Linked DNA regions of Mus musculus: region 1 is linked to region 2. Evidence: chromatin contacts called from public HiChIP or PLAC-seq data. All regions are on one chromosome and are shown on one strand. The core of a region is the stretch at or near the end of the contact, and the rest is flanking DNA. Distances in the headings are between cores, read along the strand shown.

The links. HiChIP or PLAC-seq counts read pairs in DNA pulled down with a chosen protein or histone mark.
Region 1: a contact with region 2 is called in an H3K27ac HiChIP or PLAC-seq map of embryonic stem cells, with 7 read pairs. The contact joins the promoter of Pygo2 here to the promoter of Slc50a1 in region 2. A contact is called at or near these places in 3 of 39 promoter capture datasets (erythroid cells, liver and pre-B cells), 1 of 484 Hi-C or Micro-C datasets (embryonic stem cells), 7 of 115 datasets of contacts at active chromatin or transcription factors (bone marrow-derived macrophages, effector CD8 T cells, embryonic stem cells and 1 more) and 4 of 9 other capture datasets (adipose tissue, liver, macrophages and 1 more).

Annotation. Positions count from the first base shown.
Region 1 is chr3:89,427,040-89,433,286 of GRCm38.p6, forward strand. It overlaps Pygo2 (pygopus 2), which reads left to right and starts at 3,175. Exons shown (of 3, transcript NM_001293768.1): 1 at 3,175-3,690; 2 at 4,088-4,137; 3 at 5,411-6,247. The coding sequence starts at 3,588. Shc1 (src homology 2 domain-containing transforming protein C1) reads left to right here. Exons shown (of 12, transcript NM_001113331.2): 10 at 1-31; 11 at 169-407; 12 at 1,278-2,990. The coding sequence ends at 1,406.
Region 2 is chr3:89,267,386-89,272,800 of GRCm38.p6, forward strand. Slc50a1 (solute carrier family 50 (sugar transporter), member 1) reads right to left here and starts at 3,185. Exons shown (of 6, transcript NM_009057.3): 1 at 3,001-3,185; 2 at 2,677-2,754; 3 at 2,442-2,565; 4 at 1,665-1,826; 5 at 1,288-1,407; 6 at 861-1,213. The coding sequence starts at 3,080. The coding sequence ends at 1,112. It overlaps Efna1 (ephrin A1), which reads right to left. Exons shown (of 5, transcript NM_010107.4): 4 at 5,387-5,415; 5 at 4,345-5,219. The coding sequence ends at 5,107.

The DNA.
Region 1 (6,247 bases), core at 1,925-4,424, 160 kb after region 2:
GGCAGTGCACCCCGAGACCTTTTTGACATGAGTGAGTGAGTCTCTTGTAGCCCCACCTTCCGTTGTTCCTTCTTTTCTGCCTGTTCTCCCCTACCTGGCTTCCCACACTGAGTCTGGGTCTCAGGTGATACTGGGGCACCTCTCCCAGCTGTCTCTCTACACCCCTAGAGCCCTTTGAAGATGCACTTCGGGTGCCACCCCCACCGCAGTCCATGTCCATGGCTGAGCAGCTGCAAGGGGAGCCCTGGTTCCACGGGAAGCTGAGCCGGAGGGAGGCCGAGGCGCTGCTGCAGCTCAATGGTGACTTCTTGGTGCGAGAGAGCACGACCACGCCTGGCCAGTATGTGCTCACTGGCCTGCAGAGTGGGCAGCCCAAGCACTTGCTGCTGGTGGACCCTGAAGGTGTGGTAAGTGTGACAGAGGTGTGGCAGGGGCTGGTGTGGTTTTGCTTTCTAGACTTCCTTTGCCGGAGGCTTCCTGTGGACTCCTTTGCCCTTGCTGGACACTTGCATCCACCTGCAGTGGCTCAGGGTTCCTTCCCTGCTGTCCTCGAGTCTGAGCTGTGTTCTTCTCAGTTCTGACCAGTCCTCACATCCCAGTGAAGCCTGCCAGCCCCCAGAGAGTGCTTACTTGATCTTTTGCTAAGTGAGGAAATGACACTGGAAAGGCAGTGGTGCCCAGTGTCAGTGGTTAGGGGGTGGAGACCCCAAATTTTCTCTTGCAAGAGGAGTCAGGAGCCTCCCTAGCTCCTTAGCTTCAAACTCAGGGTTTTGTTTTGTTTTGTTTTGTTTTCAACAAATCTAACCTGCCTTACTATTCCATACAACCTTGGTTTCTTTTCTTTTTCTTCTTTTTTTTTTTAGGGGAGGGGTGGTGGTGAGGTTCAAGACGGGGTTTCTCTGTGTAGCCCTGGAACTCACTCTGTAGACCAGGCTGACCTCGAACTGAAGCGCTCCGCCTGCCCTGCTTCCCCAGCGCTGGGATTAAAGGCTGTGCCGCCACCGCTCTGCTCAGTTTCTTTTCTCTTCTCAGCATTTTTTCCACCTTGGTTTTGCATTGTGTCACTTTTGAGAGACACCAGCTTCCTTCAAGTCAGAATTTTCACTGTCAGCTTCCGTGATTTCTGGTCTCCTTCCCCTTCGCCCAGTTCACTGCCCATTCCCACCCATGTGACTGTCTTTTCTGTAAAGATGCCTGGATAATCACGGCTGCTGGCCCGCCTTCCTCAGTCTTCCTGAGCTCTTCTCTTGACCCAACCTTCTCTCCCTGCCTCCCAGGTTCGGACAAAGGATCACCGCTTTGAGAGTGTCAGTCACCTGATCAGCTACCACATGGACAATCACTTGCCCATCATCTCTGCGGGCAGCGAACTGTGCCTACAGCAACCCGTGGATCGGAAAGTGTGATCCTTCTCAGCTTCTCCAACAGGATGCTCTCCATTTCCGTCTCCCGTATTCTCTAACTTGTGGGACCTCTGTTTTGTGGGTCTGGCCTTGGGTGGGAACTGGGAGCAACGAGGACATGGGTTTAGTGCCCACTTGAGAGAGAGAAAAAGAGGGTTTCAGTAAGGAGCCTGGGGTAGCATCCTGCCTCTGGCCAAACTTCACCAAAGTATTAATGTGCAGAGTGGTCCCTTGTCTGGGCCTTGCCTGTGCCAACCTGATGCCCTTCCCCCCCAAAGGGTGGGTTCTTATAATGGAAAATGCCCTGTGATGATAGGCCCAGTGGAGCAACTGCCCTTTGGGGGAAGGGAAATAATTATACCTCTGGTTTACTCCTGGGTCTTCAGGGTACCCCAGATCCCGCATAACATATCCCACTCCCTCTGCTTCCCCTTAAACTTTGTGCCTTTGACTATCATAGGTCTGCAGATACTTAATGCAGAGTTCTCAGGCCCTTCACGTGTGGACAGGGGTTACTGCCACCTTGGCTTCTGGAGCCCTGTCCTATTCAGCACCCCTTCCTGTGTCTAGGGAGAATAGGGACAGGAGTGGCCGCTATCTGCTCTGCCTTTCGGATGTGCAGCCCTTAAGAGATTGCCCCAAGCCTGAATATGGTGGCGCACGCCTTTAATCACAGCACTCAGGAGGCAGAGACAGGAGGAATTGTGAGGCCATCCGATCTACAACAGAGTGAGTTCCAGGACAGCCAGGGCTATGGAGAGAGAACCTGTCTCCAAAAACCAAAAAGAGCGATTACCCCAGAGCCTTCTTCCTGATGGTAGCGGGGAGGGGCAGGACTGGACCCATCTTGCTCAGTGCCTCCTGACCTCAATGCCTTTCCTCCAAGGGGTCTGTATACATTTCTCAAGCCTGCTCCTCCCATGTTTGCATGTGTGTTATAGTCTACAGCCAAAGTATAGCCCTCACTGTAACCCCATCCTGCCTCCCTCCTTTGGGATAGGTGTGTGCGTCTGACTTGGGCCTCCAGGGTGTGTACAGTCAGTGTGGGTTTTGTGGAGGCAATAAGACTGAAGCAGTAGACAATCCCCAATACCATTTGCAGGTCTGGAACTGCACTCTCTTTTTTAAAAAACATGTATACATTTTAGGGCTGTAGATTTATTTTCCTGGTTTTGTTTTTCATTGCTGACTTTTGAGCACAGAATTATGATAATCAATTACATTTATACATCACCTCGATGACTTTTCCAAACTTTTATTTTTTTTTTTAAACAACTGTTGGGATTTTACTCCCTGGCCTTAACTAGGACAGGATTGTACCCCACTCCTCCCCCCCCCCTTTTTCTTTTTCGCCAAGACAACTGAGCAGAAATTTGGCTGAGCAGTGTTGTGGGACTATGATGTGATAGTTTTAGATCCTACCTTCTGCTTTCGGGCAGCTGCAGCCAGCACAGAAACCTTGCAAGCTCACTCTGTGTGTAGGCTTTCTGGACAAGGAATGGTCGCCAAATTTTTGGTTTGGATGTCTTATACCAAAGGGAAATAGTCTTCATTAAAGTTCGTATTTCTTTTACCTCGGCCTCTCAACTCCTCTGGAAAGTCTGATTGATGGGGGCTGTCTGTGGGAGGTGGTGACGGACCCCATCTGGGCTAGGTCCAGTGGGCTCCAAGCCAGCGCCAGCCCGCAGGCACCAGTTTGCAGAGATTTGGGGAGCTGCGAGGCTGTGCGGTAGGGACGTATCTGCAAGGCGACTGGCTCGCGGCGGGAAGGGGCGTGTCCGGACCGCCCCCAGGCCCACCCGCAGCTCGCACGGCCCCTGTCGAGTGGTGCGTTCCACTCTGCTACCGGGCTAGCTGGGCGGCGACAGGCGCACTTCGGAGGAGTGGCGTGGCGAGGCCCAGCCTTCCTGGGTGCGGCGTCTGGGCCCTTCCCTGCTTTCCCTCCCCACCGCGTTCCGTGGTGGTGACCCATTGGAGTTCCGGTTCCGGTTGCTGTGGCTGCGGGCGGGCGGTGAGTCTGGAGCAGGCGCGCAGTTGGTGCAACGGCTCTGTGCTTTCCCCCTCGGCGTGGCTAGGGCTTGCTGCTGCTCGGGGGGGCTGCGCTGCCCCTGACTCCCCTCCGGGCGATGGTGCGGCCCGAGGACGCCTCCATCCCCCGCCGACGCTGACTCGGGTCCCCAATCCATGGCCGCCTCGGCGCCGCCCCCACCGGACAAGCTGGAGGGAGGCAGCGGCCCCGCACCGCCCCCCGCGCCGCCCAGCACCGGGAGGAAGCAGGGCAAGGCCGGTGAGAGCGCAGAGAAGGGCAGGGGCTGTTGAGGCCCGGGACCCTGGAACCTCGGATGGAACGGTTGGGGGATGGGGGAGGTTGCCTAGGAGCCTGGAGGTAGCCTCAGGTGAGAAGGGTCAGTGGTTGGAGACAGGTGTCACAGAACACTTCAGGTTTTGGATGACACTGAATTGAGACAAACCTGGTAGTTTCAAGAGATTGGGTTATCTTTGATTTGCAGGAAGACGTAGCTGAGAGTATAGTCATACTAGCCATTTTTCATATCTCACCCCTGTTTCTTAAATAAGTAAGCAAGTGTACGTGGAAGTTAGAGTCTGGAGAGTGGCTGGGAGGAAAGAGACTTGTAGAAACCTCGGGAAAACTTGCCTCCGTCTGCCCATTGCTGCTCTTCTAGGTCTGCAAATGAAGAGCCCTGAAAAGAAGCGAAGAAAGTCCAATACTCAGGTAAATGGGGGTCTGTGGTGGGAGTATCGTAGAAGCCCCCCCTGCTTTGTCTAGCTGTGTACCTGGCTGCCCTCTTGTGCTTTCCACCAGGTGCAGGGTCAAGAAAAAAACAGAAATACTCTTCCTTCTTTTTCCTTTCGGATCCTAGTTCTGTCTTGATGACAGCGTTTAGCCCAGCTCCTTTCCCTTCCTTTTTGAGACAAGGTCTCTTGTGTCCCAGACTGGCTTCATATTTGCCGTGTAGCTAAGGATGGCTTTGGATCTTTATGATATTCCTGCTTTGGCTTACCAAAGTGATGGGATTCCAGATGTGCACCGCCATACTGGTTTCTGTAGTGCTGGGGACCCTCTGGACAAGTGCGGGGTCCCTTTCCCAGAACTCTGGAGGAGAGGCATCTGTGAGCTACCACGTGGGTGCTGGGAACAGAACCCAGGGCTTCTGCAAGAGCTGCAAGTGCCCCTAAACCCGTGAGCCATTTCTCCAGCCTGGATTCTTGTTGCTGGTATGACTGGCATGTATCACCAGGCTCAGCTTACTGAATCTTTTCTAAGTGTCATAATGCTACAGTGCTTTAACCGTTTATATTATAAAAATTGAGGAAAATACTAGTTTTATAAAATTAAATACTTCCTGGGCCAGGCCAGCCAGGGTGGCCACACAGAGAAACTCTAAACAAACAAACAAACAAACAAACAAACAAATATTCTGAGTGCCAGCCTACCTATTGTGCACAAAACCATGAGTTCAAACTCCAGGACCTTATAAACCAGATATATACATCCCAGAAACAGAGGTAGGGGGATGAGGACAGTGAGAAGTTCAAGGTCAGCCTGGGTTATAAAAGATACTGTCTCAAAATTTAAAAAATTTAAAAAGTAATTACTTTGAGGTCAGACCTGGGTTTTGTATTTTTTGTGATTTTTGATATTTATTATTATTGTTGTTGTTGTTGTTGTTGTTGTTGCATTTAGCTATATGATGTGTGAGAGGCCAGAGATGTGATCCCTCCAACATGGGTACTAGGAATCACTCTGGTGCTTAACCACTGAGCTATCCCTCCAACCCTATCTGCCTTGTTGGAGTTTTGGTTTTTTAAACAATGCGGTTGCACCGTGGGGTTGTTGCACCATGGGCTTTGCCTTGCACCCTCTAGCGTGTCTAAGGTCAGCCAGAGGTTTGGATCTGAGCTGCGTCAGCCTCCAAAGAGTGTGTTGTGTCTGCGGTGCTCTCCTTGTTGGCCTCTGTCTCCCATCTTCTTCCTGTTTTCACCAGGGTCCTGCATATTCACATCTGACGGAGTTCGCCCCACCCCCGACCCCCATGGTGGATCATCTGGTCGCTTCTAACCCTTTTGAGGATGATTTCGGAGCCCCTAAAGTGGGGGGCGCAGGCCCTCCGTTCCTCGGCAGTCCGGTGCCCTTTGGAGGCTTTCGTGTACAGGGGGGCATGGCAGGCCAGGTACCCCCAGGCTACGGCACTGGAGGAGGAGGGGGTCCCCAGCCACTTCGTCGGCAGCCCCCTCCTTTTCCCCCCAACCCTATGGGTCCAGCTTTTAATATGCCCCCTCAGGGCCCTGGCTACCCGCCCCCTGGCAACATGAACTTTCCCAGTCAACCCTTCAACCAGTCTCTGGGCCAAAACTTTAGCCCACCTGGTGGGCAGGTGATGCCAGGCCCAGTAGGCGGATTTGGTCCCATGATCTCACCGACCATGGGACAGCCTCCTAGAGGGGAGCTGGGTCCTCCTCCTCTCCCCCAACGCTTTACCCAACCAGGAGCACCTTTTGGTCCTTCTCTTCAGAGACCTGGTCAGGGACTCCCCAGCCTGCCCCCCAACACAAGTCCCTTCCCTGGTCCAGACCCTGGTTTTCCTGGCCCTGGCGGTGAGGATGGTGGGAAGCCCTTGAACCCACCGGCTCCCACCGCCTTTCCCCAGGAGCCCCATTCGGGCTCCCCCGCTGCTGCTGTCAATGGGAATCAGCCCAGTTTCCCCCCTAGCAGCAGTGGTCGAGGTGGGGGCACTCCAGATGCCAACAGTCTGGCACCCCCCGGCAAGGCAGGGGGAGGCTCAGGGCCCCAGCCTCCCCCAGGCCTGGTGTACCCCTGCGGT
Region 2 (5,415 bases), core at 1,935-4,434:
GGAAGTCCACAACTGAACTATATCCCCAAAACAGGTTTGTTTACTTGTGTATATGGTTTTAATATATATGGTTTTAATAAGTAGTTCAACCTGGCTTACAACCAACCCTGTCGTGCTACCCAGGCTGCCCTCAACCTGTGGTCCTCCCGCTTCAGCTTCAACCTTGGAAGTGCTGCGAGGCTTCCCATACAAGGCTGCGCAGGAAGCATGGGTCCCTAACTTCCTTCCATTCTTCACAGCTTTCAAGTTGGTTGTTTTTTTGTTTTGTTTGTTTGTTTTTTGAGACAGAGTTTCTCCATGCAGTCCTGACTGTCCTGGAACTCACTCTGTAGACCAGGCTGGCCTCGAACTCAGAAATCCGCCTACCTCTGCCTCCCAAGTGTTGGGATTAAAGGCGTGTGTCACCACTGCCAGGTTTCTTTTCTTTTTAAAAGGACTTCCTGGATCTTTCTAACTTCTAGTTGTTTTTTGTTTTTTAAAGATTTATTGCCGGGTATACAGGGTGAGTTCCAGGACAGCTAGGGCCACACGGAGAAACCCTGTCTTGAAAAACAAAAAAACAACAAAAAATATTTATGTTATGTGTGTGAGTACACTGTAGCTATCTTCAGACACACCAGAAGAGGGCATTAGATCCCATTACAGATGGTTGTGAGCCACCATGTGGTTGCTGGGAATTGAACTCAGGACCTTGGGAAGAGCAGTCAGTGCTCTTAACCACTGAGCCATCTCTCCAGTCCTAACTTCTAGTTCTTTCAAATCCCTTTTCTGAGCCAATCCTACAGGCCCCCCAGGCAGTAGGCCCTCTGTCTGTCAAGTCAGGCAGGTTGGGAATGGCGAAGAACACATCACTCTGCAGGCAGGGGTGGGGAACAGTTTATTTTAAGGCACATTCTAATACCACCTCAGCCTCCGAAATGAGAAAAGATGATCTCCTGTAAAAATGTGATTTCATCCCACAGGTCCTATCTGATCTAAGGAAAGATCTTTGGTCCCTTTAGTTTCAAAGTCATCTTTTTCTCACAACCTATTGCATCCATGGAACTGGTCACAAGGACCAGCAGAAACAGGAGCTCTGTTTGGTATCCAGTTGGCACTCGGGTGCCTGGGGTCAGGTCTGCAGGAGGCGGTACTTCCTGTCTTGCTCTGGAGGGTACTTGCAGAAAAGCCCGAGGCGGATTAAGCTGGTGAGGATTCCTGGAAGGTTGGGCACCTGCAATCAAAAAGCTGCTAGAAAGACCAGACTCTGCTTTGTAGACCCAACGTCCCAATCTAGAGTCTGCTTACCGTGATGTATGGGTCTCGGAGGCGAAACCCGTAAATAGACCAAGAGGCGGAGCAAAAGAGCGTGGCAATGGTCAGGGAGAAGGAGAGGCGCTGGGTTGATTTAGTCTGAACGATCTTGGCCTACGGCAAAAATGTGCCTGGTTCAGGTTCATAGAACCATTCCTGAGTCCTCGCCAGAGAATTTCCTCGCGGAAAAAAGACCACAATCCCTGTGGTGCGTCTTTCATTCAGCCCTTTTCCTGCATCCCACTCACCTCTGCTACCTTGACTTCTTCCAAGAGCTGGGCCCCGCCCCCGCCCCAGTATTAGCCAGTCCCTGGCTCAGGGAGCCTAGCCCTTCTCCGCATCTCCCCTACCTCTTGGCCACCCCTACTCACCAAATCAGCCAGTGGGGAGAGGTACATGCTGATGGTAAAGACGCTACAGAAGAGGCCTAGCTGCTGAAGCCGGGCCTCAAGGTCCGGCACCAGAAGCCAAAAGTAGCCATAACCCAGGAGAAGGACAGCCAGCAGGGTTGCCGTCTGCAGGAGCACACCATGCTGCAGGGGAGAGGCGTCTTACATGCATCTGTACCCAGAACACTCATCTCTCTGCTGGAATTGCCTCCTCCTGTCTTCTGCCATGCTCTAATGGGGAAATCAACTTTTATCCCGGCCTTCACGTCAGCCTCTCACCACTCAGTTATTTGAGAGAAATCTCAGCCACACAACACTGGAGATCCCCAGGGAAGGGGAGAGCCATTTTTAGATCCCTCCCCTTTTCATGTGAGCTTCACATACATGTACAATAAGAGACCAATAAATGTTAGTGTGACTGAGTGGGGAAGCAGAGCGAATGGCCATTCTTAGCCATTGGCCCTGGTCCTAACCCTAAAGGAACTATCAGACAGTATAGCCCTCTTCCCCCAGCCTGTTGGGGGAGCACAGGATATCTTGACACCACGGGGTTGGGTAAGCCACCAGCATTTCGAACAAGGGGAGGGTGGGTGGCTCTGTGTGCATTTTAAAGGGTTGACTTCATGGGCAGGAGAACCAGAAGGGCCTTCTAGGAAAGGGAATTAATGCCATCCCACTAATCTTCCAGGAAATAGAACTATATGCTCTGCCAACATGGCCAGGTGTGGGGTGGAGGTGAGTGCAAGGGAGGGCCTCTACCTTCTGAGGACTGTAGTGCAGATATGCCAGGATATAAAGAGTCTGAAGCACGGCCCCCACGCTATTGACGATGATAAGGGTCCCATCTCCCTTCAAGACTCCGTAACTCAGCCAGCTCAGGTTGCTGTGAGGGAAGGAGGATTAAGGTCCAAGGGGCTGCTGGGGTTGCAGCAGGTCTCCAGGGATCTCTTGCACCTCCCTCAGCCTTTCCCATCACAGCCAACAACACTCTCACTTGACATCCGTGGTGAGAAAAGGCAGGAACTGGATGTTGTCCACGCTCCGTGTCCTCTGCATATGCCTGAGGTCCGAGCTGGAAGGGATCCAAAGGAAATTGTTAGGAGTGGGTAAAAGATTTCTCGGTGTTTACCAATCATCCTGAACGACAAGCAGATCTCCCCCCTCAGGCCAAGAGGCAGCCTCGCCTTGGACCTCAAATCATCCAATCCTATTCCACTATTATTCTGGGTTCCAAAAGCAGCAAGATATTGCAGCCACGTCTCTTGCCCGCTTTCATTTCTTGACTTCCTGCCCCAGCCCAGTCCATCCACACTCTCACAGGCCAGTGGAGAACATGCCCAGGGTGAAGAGCACGCAGGCACTAGAAAGGAAAGAGTCTGCCACGCCGCCCGCCTCCATCCCACCGGAGCCGGTTCCCTAGCCCAGCGCGGAGTTCCAGTAGCTCAGACCCGGAGCTGCGGAAGGCGAAGCTCCGCCCTTCCCCGTGGAACCGCGCCGGAACCCGCCCTCGCCCGAACTTCACCGGAACTGGGGACCCAGCCAAACCAGCGCCGCGTGCTGGCCGGGTGGTTTGCTGTAATGTGCGGGCCTGGGTCCTGATCGTGCTGTTCAGATTGCGTTTAGTGGTTTTAGTAGTGCCCCTGCATTTGTCCCCGATCCGACCCCTCCTCACACTGCGCACCCCTTGCATCATCGAGACCACTAGCCTCAACTTCTGGGTTCTTGTATGCTTTTGTGTGCTGGACCACAAACCTCAAATTTAGTCTCACAGGTCTTCAACGCGCCCCCAATTCATATCAGAACCTTGGTTACCCAGCTTTGGGAGGGTTTTCCTGGAGGTTATTGAAACCTCTTTCCAGTCTGTCCCCCAAAAGCAGGAATTGCCATCCTCTTTCAGATGTCCTCTCTTACACGACCTGCCCTATCCAAGGACAAGCCTACCCCTGGCCCCCTGTTCCAACATACTTGCTGCTGGGAACTTTCCCTCCCAGCCTCCCAGGCGGCTCTGCTGGTGGGGCAGCGCACATGCTTCAGCTGGCATCCAGCTCCCTGACTCACCCAGACAGCATGAGTACCTGCATGGTGTGCCAAAGCCCAGCGCTCGAGGCTGGTGAAGTTGGACAGGAAGAACAAAGAGTGGGTGCGGAGAGGAATCTATAGCCCACTCTTGCAGGGAGTTGTGCAGAACCCTCAGGAGTAAACTCCTTTAGCCTGGTAAGACTGATCCTAGCCATTTATTTATTTTGTCTTTTATTTACTTTTTTTGTTTTGTTTTGGTGAGACAAAGTCTCACACTGTAGCCCAGGCTGGCATTGGAATTTTGGCAACATTGCTTCAACCTTCTGAGTGCTGGGGTCACAGGCAGGAGCCACCATGCCTGGCTACTTATGTTTTGTGCTCCTGAGGACTGAACTCAGGGCTGACACACGTTAGGTAACCCTCTACTTCTTGGGGTACATTTCCAGCCTTTTATTTTTGAGTTTGAGGCAAGGTCTGAGTTACTCATGCAGTCTCAAGTTTTTAACCTTCCCACCTCAGCCGCAAAAGGAGCTCTGCATTATACCTGCCCCCCCCCACACCCCCCCCCCATTGCTTCTGTTTAGCACAGAGCCTAACACACAATGGGGACACTGGTCACAAATCAACATGGTGGGGCAGAAAAGCATGTCCATAAAAAACCATCAATTTATTATGAATCCAAAAACACTGTATAAAAAAACCCTGCAGTCATAGAAATGAACAGATACAGCACATTTATATACAGACACTGTACATGTGGGCCCTGCCCGTTAAGCTAAACTCCACAGACTGTACACACGGGCACTGCCCTTACAGCTACACTCTAAAACCAGGCTGCTTCAGTCCTCCTGTTGGCACAGCTCCAGGGAATGTTGCCCCAGGGATGGGGAGGATGCAGTCAGGGCCGGGCTACAAACCTCTCTGGCAGCCCAGCAGGTGGAAATCTTGCAGAGATGCTGGGTCAGCCCAAGCTGCCTCTTCTGTACCTGGCTCCCCCGCAGGAAGCTGTCTCAAGCTTTTCCTTCGGTCAGTTCATCTGCACATTATGGCTTCCTTGGGGAAGGACGTCTTTACCAAGTTCAGTGTCCAACCGCATGACCTCAGGCTCTTTTTAGCCCTTCTCCCACTGAGGCCTCTTAATGGGCCAGGTCCGCACAGCTTGTTTCTTTGGCTTAAAGGCAGAAACTGCAGGTTAAGGACCTTCTCCACTTCTTTCTCCATCCCTCTGAAGTGGAGGCAGGGATGGCACAGTTGGGCTGGTTAAACTCTTTTCGGTTAAAACCCTTAATACTGAACCTTTTGAGGCTTCATGGTGGCGTCTTGTGGGTGTAGTGGGAGAGGTTCCCAGGGCTGGGGCTGCCCCTTAGTCCCATTCCAATCCATAAGCCAGGGCAAGCGTACACCCTCACTGAGATTGCAGCAGCAGCAGTGGTAGGAGCAATACTGCCCAGACCAGTGGGAAGAGGCGGGGGGCGGCACTGTAACCAATGCTGTGCAAAACCTGTACTTCCGGGTCATCTGCAAGGTGAGAAGGCAAAGACAGACATGGTAAGTGTTTGCATCGGCTTCCAGCCACACAGGATTTAGCCAGCCCGTATGTGGCTAGGGAGCCACCTTACTCCTCAGTCTCTTTAAGCAAACCCCTTCCTGTGACCCAGACCAAACTGTCTCAGGCTACTACCTACCTGCTTGGAGTCTCTTCTCCTGTGGGTTG